2 separate regions of the Sus scrofa genome follow, and region 1 is linked to region 2. Evidence: chromatin contacts called from public HiChIP or PLAC-seq data. All regions are on one chromosome and are shown on one strand. Each heading gives the region's core, a stretch centred on a gene start, on an enhancer-like site or on the middle of the called end of the contact. The rest is flanking DNA. Distances are from core to core; before and after follow the strand shown. Region 1 has its middle 31 kb from the start of FURIN. Region 2 overlaps CRTC3 (CREB-regulated transcription coactivator 3).

Region 1 (4,217 bases), core at 701-3,200, 180 kb after region 2:
GTGAGAGCAAACTAGGAAGGGTAAAACCCCAGGCAACCAAGTCTGAAGACAGTCGTGATGGCACCTGCCTACGTTCTCGCGAGATCAGCCTCCGGGAAGATGGAGTCAGAGGCTCCACCGCAGACGAAGCCAGTGGCGCTCCGCGGGGTGGCCGGGGCAGCCGAGGGATGGGGCGTGGAGGGGCGTACGGAGTCGGTGGTGCTGCTCAGACTGTAACAGTGGACAGAGCTACAGAACCGAACCAGGTAAGCCCGGGCTCCAGGGAGCGAAAGCCCCACGAGCTCTGCACTTCCCTTAGCCCTGCTTCTTCATCTGAAAAACGGGATTCTGTGGTTGGTGGTAGCTTCCTGGCCTGTCCCCTCCCTGGCTTGCTGTCAAGAGCCAAGTAGCCCGTGACTGTGGCCATGTGTTCAAGGTTGCCTCAGCAGCAGCTGCGGCCTGGGCGGTCTGGGTCTGAATCCCGAGTTGGTGCTTCCTCCCTGGGCACTCCTGTGTCCACTAGGGTCCGGATGGTCCTGCCACCGGCGTGTTTCCTGTACCTCCCAGTGTGTGGCAGGCACTGGGCAGCCACCCAGCCACCGTCATGATTCACACACTCCCGGAGACGCACTCCAGGTCAGGGCTGGGAGAGGAGGAGGCGGGGGTTCAGCAAGGAAAGATCAGAAGCGTCCAGGGGAGAAATTAAGTTGCAGCTCTAGGAGTTTCTGCCGTGGCTCAGCGGTAACAAACCCAACTAGTTAGTATCCATGAGGAGGCAGATTCGATCCCTAGCCTCACTCAGTGGGTGAAGGATCTGGCGCTGCCGTGAGCTGTGGTGTAGGTCGAAGACACAGCTAAGATCTGGTGTTGCTGTGGTGTCGGCGGGCAGCTACAGCTCTGATTCGACCCCTAGCCTAGGAATTTCCATATGCGGTGGGTGTGGCCCTAAAAAACAAAATAATAATAATAGTAATAAATTGCAGCTCTATGGAACAATCAGGTTCCTTTTCCCCATCTCCTCACAAAAATACTCCAACAGAATATTTCTTGTTTCCTTGTGGATTGGATCCATTTTGAGCTTCGCTACCAAGAGCCCCTGCTTCTGCAGGAATCAACCCTCCCCACAATCTGAGAGAGGGTCCTGTTGCTCCCAGAGGCAGCTGAGCCTGAAACCAGTCAGGGCCAGGCCCTCATTCTCTGGCCTGATGTCACCTGGCTGGTGGGGCAAGATGAGAACAGGCCAGGGGCTGACAATACCCAGGACAGCCCAAGGGTCCCAGCCTGTCCTCCTGATGGAATGTCAAGCCGCACCACCCAGTCCTGGCCTAAACTGCTTGGGGCAGAAAGGCCCAGCCCAGTGCTAATCCCAGGTTCTCCACCTGTTCTGATTCTGTTTCCTTGCCAGGTCCTGGGCTCATGCCGAGAGCCTGATTTCTGGGAAGTGGAAGAGTAGGGTGAGGCAGGCATGAGGGGCTATGCGGTCACTCCTTCTGGCAGGCTGGGATTGGTGCTGTGCCTCCTGTGGCCACCCTCCCCTCAAGACACTCCTGGTCAAAGTTCCCCAGGGGAAGAGCCACAGTCATACCCCCTCCTCAAGGAGGCTGCTCATGCCACTGGCAAAGACCTTCTTGCCCTTGGAGATGGGCTACCCTGATCCGGAGGCCCCAGATCTGGGGTTGGCATTTCCTGTTCTTCAAACCTGTCTGTTCAGTCCTTTAAACCTGTTGCTGACTTGCTGTGTGACCTTGGGCAAGTCACTTCCCCTCTCTGGGCCTCAGGCTTTACCAATAGAATGAATGATCCAGTCTGCCCACCTACTGGGACATTCCAAAACTGTGAAATGTTCATCACCATGTGATCTTATGTAATCAGAGCCGCATTCCTTTAATTTGACAAAAATGCACATGGTCCCGATGGGTGACTCAGCAGTCCTCAGCTCTGGCCTGGACACCCACGTCGCTTGGGGTGGGGAGGAACAGGTCCTACCCAGACCCACAGAATCAGAGTCTCTGGGCCTCTGGGCCTCTGGGTGGGCAGGACTTAGAGATTTGCATTTTTAAGAGGCCGCCTGGGGAGTCCCCATTGGCCCAGTAGGTTAAGGATCTGGCGATGTCATTGCTGTGGCTTGGGTTGCTGCTGTGGCTCAGATTTGATCCCTGGCCCAGGAGCTTCTGCATCCCATGTGCATGGCCAAAAAAAAAAAAAAAAAAGAAGAAGAAAAAGCTGCCTAGGAGGTCAGACTTTAAAGGGCAGGAGAACCTAGACTCTCGCTACCCCAGTACTTGACAAGATGAGTAATAGCACAGTGGCAACTTGTTTATAAAGAAAATGAGCCAACACACTGAGCAGACAATCTCCACAGCGGTGGCCTTTGGTGCCCTCTGCCCTCATGGATCCTGAGCGGCCAGGGACATGGGAGCAGGACACAGTCCTGGCCAGGCAGAGGGGGCTGGGGTGCAGGGTGTGTAAGAGGCAGCAGGAAACGGAAGGCCTGCACCCTCAGCAAGAGTGGCCTCCGTGGGGGAAGTCTCCCCGCCCACCCCTGCACATTTGAGCTCCTGAAAAGCAGGTTGAAAACCACACAGCTCTCCCAACTGTCCCTCCAAGGGAAGGCAGCCTGGTTCCCCTGTGAGAAGTAGAGGGTCTGCAGGAGATGCTCGAGTTAACTGAGCAAGGTGAAAAGAACACCCAAGGCTACTCTGCCAACTGCCATGAAGAGGCTGGCAATCACTGGAGGGCGTGGCTGGAAGGGGATGGGGCCAAGGATCAGAGGCAGCTTCCCTGAAACTAATAGCTTCAGGACAGGAGTTCCCATCATGGCTCGGCAGAAACGAATCTGAGCAGCATCCATGAGGACACAGGTTCCATCCCTGGCCTCGCTCAGTGGGTTGAGGATCTGGCATTGCTGTGAGCTGTGGTGTAGGCCGGCGGCTACAGCTCTGATTTGACTCCTAGCCTGGGGACCTCCATATGCCATGGATGCAGCCCTAAAAAGACCAGAAAAAAAAAAAAAAAAAAAAAAGCTTCAGAACAGAGAAAAGCTAATGAGAATATGAGTTGGTTATGAAAAAAAAAAAAAAAAAATAGGCATTCCCCGTTGTGGCACAGTGGAAACGAACATGACTAGTATCCATGAGGATGAGGGTTCAATCCCTGGCCTCACTCAGTGGGTTAAGGGTCTGGCATTGTGGTGACTGTGGTATAGGCTGGCAGCTGCAATTCTGATTCCACCCCTAGCCTGGGAACCTCCACATGCCTTTGGTCTGGACCTAAAATGCAAAAAAAAAAAAAAAAAAAAAAAAAAAAAAAGGCACAAAGAAGAGATAACTTTAAAATAGCATCAGGATTAAAAAAATAAATAAATAAAATAAAAATTAAAATAAAAAAATAAAATAGCATCAGGAGATGCAAAAAGAGCTTGAGGAGAGGAGGCGGCCCACTGAGGATCCGAGCAGGACCACTGCACATCTAAAAAACGGCCTCATGACACACTTCAGAGAGAGAAGACCCATAAATTCAAACGATTAGAGAGATGATCATTATGGAACCCCGACCTTCCAGCCTAAGAGGGTGGGAGTCCCTGAAGTAGATTATCCAACAGGTAAAGCAAAACAATATTTAGAGATAGGAGTTCCTGTCGTGGTGCAGTGGAAATGAATCCGACTAGGAACCATGAGGTTGCAGGTTCTATCCCTGGCCTCGCTCAATGGGTTAAGGATCCGGTGTTGCCGTGAGCTGTGGTGTAGGTCGAAGACGAGGCTCGGATCCTACATTGCTGTGTCTGTGGTGTAGGCCGGCGGCTACAGCTCCATTTGACCTGTAGCCTGAGAACCTCCATATGCTTTGGGTACAGCCCTAAAAAGACAAAAGACCAAAAAAAAAAAATTTAGAGAAACTCTCCCTGAGCGAAGGAAGAACCAGTTATGTGGACTCAGAGAGCACAAGAGGAATTCAGACTGATCACCATCAAGGGGAATCTTGATGTCACTTATATTTGGAATCTAATACATGGCACAAATGAACCTTTCCACAGAAAAGAAACTCATGAACTTGGAGAACAGACTTTTGGTTGCCAAGGGGGAGGGAGCAGGATGGATTGGGAACTTGGGGTTAATAGATGCAGACTATTGCCTTTGGAATGGATTAGCAATGAGATCCTGCTGTGTAGCTCTGGAAAGTATGTCTGGTCACTTATGATGGAGCCTGATAATGTGAGAAAATAGAATGTGTACATGTAT
Region 2 (4,701 bases), core at 1,650-4,149:
TGCCATTCAAATGAAAGCGCGGTCACCTGCAAGGTTCTCTGATGATTATCGTGATACCTCCTGCCACCATCATGCTATGTAACTTTAGGTGTGAAGGGTTCATTTCAGAGACCACCTTTATTTGGGGGAGGGTGTCATTTTAGTATCCTGCTTCTTTGTTTATGTGACCTTGGTAAAGCCTCTGAACAAAGACATCCAAGGTCACATGAGTAAATCAGTATGGGCATTTAGCTCCCTTGGGTCTTGGGGAAGCTGGTGTTCTCCAGCACAGCCTCCACCTTTGCTTCGGCTGAAAATCTTGTGTTTAATCATTGGCTGTTATTTTTCTTAAACAAGCATTATTTTGTCCAGAATATGTCAGAAGCAGTGCTGAAGTTTCTATGCGCTCCTTAAAATGCATGGTATGCAAAGTTGCACATATATTTTTAAAGATGTTTTTGCTTTCTTTCTGAATGAGTGGGTTTTTTTTTTAAGTCTAAATCTGTATTTTTAGCTCTATTTTTAATTCTTATTTGAGCCAGCCGAATCTCTGACCTTTTCATGGGGAGTTGAGTGGTGAGATAACTACTTAAGAGTTTTATCAGAGACAACTTTCCTACCTTTTAAAAATCACTTGCCACTAATAATGCTTTCTTTTGTCATTTCTTCATTTCCATAATTTTAATCTAACCTCCACTTTTTATCAATGTGAAAACACACAGTTCTGCTCACCCAGCTGCTTGGTACAAGAATGGTGGGCTGAGCTCTGAGTCATGGGGATCACCCACTGAGACACAGCAGCAGCAGCAGCAGCAGCATTCACTCATGGAGTGAAGCCACTCTGCCAGGCCCCCCACCAGGTGCCAGGGAGCCATCAGGGCATGGGACAGGGGTCCCTGGCCTCTTTGAGGTTGTGTCCTTATAGGCTGTGCCATGGAAGTGCCTTTCTTAAACCCTCTTGCTGAAAATCACTACCTTCCCCTGCAAATAAAACAAAGTACCAGCAGAAATTTCCTTTTCCCTGAATTGGAATAGACTGTAATAAACAATTTCTCAGGAGCCAGAAAGACAAAAAGAAAGGAACCCTGGGGCAGGAGACATGGGTCAGTGTCCCTTCCTGTGATTCTCCTGAGCTGAGGGTATTTAAAGAGCCCACTGAGGCAGCTCCCTAAGAGCCACCACTCTCAGTAAAAGGGTATTTTCCAAAGGTGGCAGAGGGTCCTGGCTGTGCACCTGGAACAGATGCATTCAGGGCCCTACACAGAATTGCTTATACAATTCCTGAGGCCTATTCCTTGGGTTGGAGCAGTGCCTCCCCCTGCTTACCTAGTCCTGCCCTCCCAGCGGTTGTATGCACAGGATCTTATCTGTCTCATCCTGATGGCACTTCTTAGTCTGAGTGTGTCTTTTCCTTGCTCTTGGTACCATTTTCATTGGAGAGCTGCCCAGAGCTCCTTCTCACACAGAATAATCATCAAATACAAACAGTAGGGAGCTAAGTTTTCTTTAATCTTTGGAAAACAAAAGATTCGGCCTGAAATTATGACAAGTAACTTGTGAATTGTTCTGTTTTCTAGGTCTCCAGAGTTCTCGAAGCAACCCTTCCATCCAGGCCACGCTCAATAAGACAGCGCTTTCCTCTTCCCTCAATAGCCACCCACAGGCATCCGCTCCCAGCGCCTCTGCCCTTCACCCTTCACTCCGCCTCTTCTCCCTCAGCAACCCATCTCTTTCCACCACAAACCTGAGCGGCCCCTCTCGGCGTAGGCAGCCTCCTGTCAGCCCCCTCACACTTTCTCCTGGCCCTGAAGCACATCAAGGTTTCAGCAGACAGCTCTCTTCAACCAGCCCACTGAACCCATATCCTGCCTCACAGGTAAAAGCAAACAAACTGAAACTGACTGAAGCATATAGGAATTGGCCTGGGTCCTCACACCAGCCATTGTCCACAAGGTCTCCAATGCAGTCAGTTCTCACTTCTATGTAAAATTAAAGAATTCAGGATGCACTAATGCTTTTCTGATAGCAGATTTGTTGTATTGATTGCTCTTAGGCAAACACTGAACAGTTTGCAGTATTAACTCATGAAGTTGGGGGTTAGAAGAAAGGGTAGGGTGTAGAGGATATAGTCCAGGTAAGTCTAAGATAGCTGGGATTTTAAATTTGGTGTGGAAAATCAATAATTGACTCTCTGAAAAAAAGGGGGGGTTCCCACTGTAGCTCAGTGGGTTAAGGACCTGGTGTTGCCACAGCTGTGGTGTAGGTTGCAGCTGCAGCTCAGATTTGATTCCTGGCCTGGGAACTTCCATATGCTGCAGGTGCAGCCAAAAAAAAAAAGGACTCTATGAGTACTTTAAGCCATAAAGGAAAGCTGAGGAAGACATTTAAGTACCTTCCTGAGGCTTTGATATTGGATTAGACCTCCTCCCTAAGTATGATGACAGATTGAAGAAACAGTGCCTCTGGAGTTCCCTGGTGGCTCAGCAGGTTAAGGACCTGGCACTTGTGCTGTCCAAGCTATGGCTGGGGTTGCTGCTGTGGCATGGGTTCAATTCATGGCCCTGGGATTTCTGCACGCTGCAAGTGCAGCCAAAAAAAAAAAGAGAGAGAGAGAGAAAGAAAGGATGCTTCTATTGTTGCTGAAACACTAGGTACAATAGGGATTATATATGTATAAAAGAACCTGAAGAAGTCTGTTTAGAAAGAGGTACATTTTGAAGACTGTTACAGAAATTTAGGGTGGAAACATCATATTTTGACTTGTTGACTTTGTTTTTATTCTAAGATCTTAGGGTGGTTCTCCTTACCACGGTCATCAATGAATATGTTTTTAACCTGTTGGTCACTCCCTAGATACATTATAACATAGCTTACTCACCACTTCACTATAAATGAGTAATGATTTAGCACGAAAGAGCTGACAGAACACAACGGAAGGAGTTAGCAGATCCAGTTATTAGTCATTCTTTACCAATTATGAACTACGAGAGCTTCATTATATGAGTAATCCCTTTCGGGAGAGGGTAAGAGGATATTTCATAATCTTTTTTTTTTTTTAATGGTTCTTTTTCTATTATTGGATTGCCTTTAATTCTACATTGCAGATTATTTTATAGGATATAAAAATATTACTTTTGCTTTCTAGCTACATTTTAAGGAGACTGTAGGGATAGAGAGCATCCTTTTTCAGATGTTTTCATTTTTTGCTTAATATTTAGATTTTTTTTTTAAATCAATGTCACATTACTTGTGCACATAGTTTAAAAAGTCCCAATAGTTCTAAAGGGCTTGTTATGAAATAACAGTGTCTTCCCTTCCTCACAGCCATATTTCTCAGTGCCTGGAGATGGCTGCTTTCCACTATTTTAGCCAATCTCTTTGGTATAACAGTGTTATTTCATGCTTATTTTGTTCTAGATTTTTAGTATTAGGTATTATTGAATGACATCCGACATGAAAGATTAGGATTTAGTTCTCTTTCAACTCTCCCAGCCCTCTTACCCGGCAACACCTCCCCCCACCCCCCATGCATATTTCCTTCTCACTCTCCTCAGCTTAACAGTGTGGTTCAGTACAGTTTTGGTTAGAGCAGTGCTCAGTGTTTTCATGGTTATAATAATGCAATCAGAGTTGAATTATAGTGTTTACTATGAAATAACAAAACGAACATCTTTTTCTCCTGGGAGTTAATAAACGTCTTACTTGTTTCTTAGTCTGGTTTTACTCTGTGTGTATTACTTACTCAGTCCTAAACTCTCGGGATTGGGTCGATCTCTCAATACAGTTAAAAACAAATCTGCCGACAGCTTTATAAGAGTACATGTGACCTGGCATGACTTAAATGGATCTTCCTTCTGCGCACCATTTAGCTAATAATTGACCAAGTATAGAATTCAAAATCGCAATAATTTCTCTGGAAATTTTGAAGGTATTAATCCATTACCTTTTGTTTCTAGAGTCGTTGAGAAATCCAGTGCCATTCTGATTAATACTTGGAGTGAAAACTCCTTTTCTTCCTCAAGCTTGTAGGATCTTTTTGTTCCTGCTGTTATGAAACTTCAAGATGATGTGGCTTGATAAGAATCTGACTATTTGATGGATTTCTTCAACCTGGAAATTCATTTCCCTCATTTCTGGGAAATTTTCCTTAATTATTTCTTTGATGATTTCTTCTCCTCAGTTTCCCCTGTTCTCTCTTGAATGTATTAGTATTGGACAGCTACTTTTTTTCTCATTTTTTTATTTTTTCCTCCCTTCTTTTCTATCTCTTTTTTTCCCCCGGCTTTCTGGACGTTTCTCAGCATTATCTTCAACCCTTATGCTGAGGGTCTCATTTCTGCTCTCATACTTTTAAATTGCCAAGAATGTTTTGTTGTTGTTATTCTCTGAATATTCCTTTTTTATAGCATAAAACTTACTCCATAGATGCAATATCATCTTTGATCTTTCTGGGATTTTTAGTGGTAATTTTTGTTTCAGTTTCCTTTATTTTTTGTTATAGAGATTTTTCCAAATTGCATTAGAAGTAGAGAACATAATATAATGAATTCTTCCATACCCACCATCCACCCTCAATAATTACGAACATTTTTGTAATCTTGTTTTATCCATATCCCTACTTTAAAAAAATGCATATAGAGGTACATATTACAAGTGTTTTAACATGTATTTATAACAGATAAGAGTGTGTGTGTGTATGTGTGTTTAGGACTGCACCCACAA

The links. HiChIP or PLAC-seq counts read pairs in DNA pulled down with a chosen protein or histone mark.
Region 1: an H3K27ac HiChIP or PLAC-seq map of alveolar macrophages shows a contact between it and region 2. The contact joins two enhancer-like sites. A contact is called at or near these places in 1 of 5 promoter capture datasets (liver), 1 of 47 Hi-C or Micro-C datasets (embryonic fibroblasts) and 1 of 2 datasets of contacts at active chromatin or transcription factors (alveolar macrophages).

What each region holds. Positions count from the first base shown.
Region 1 is chr7:53,422,296-53,426,512 of Sscrofa11.1, forward strand. No RefSeq gene overlaps it. Among named protein-coding and RNA genes, the nearest start is that of FURIN, 31 kb to the right of the region's middle. Within about 2 kb of position 1,951, at least 16 of the 83 cell types and tissues checked have an H3K27ac peak or open chromatin away from gene starts, as enhancers often do. A contact at or near this core is called in alveolar macrophages and embryonic fibroblasts, where this site is marked.
Region 2 is chr7:53,243,017-53,247,717 of Sscrofa11.1, forward strand. CRTC3 (CREB-regulated transcription coactivator 3) reads left to right here. Exons shown (of 15, transcript XM_021098912.1): 11 at 1,557-1,855. Among named protein-coding and RNA genes, the nearest start is that of BLM, 98 kb to the right of the region's middle. Within about 2 kb of position 2,900, at least 7 of the 83 cell types and tissues checked have an H3K27ac peak or open chromatin away from gene starts, as enhancers often do. A contact at or near this core is called in alveolar macrophages and embryonic fibroblasts, where this site is marked.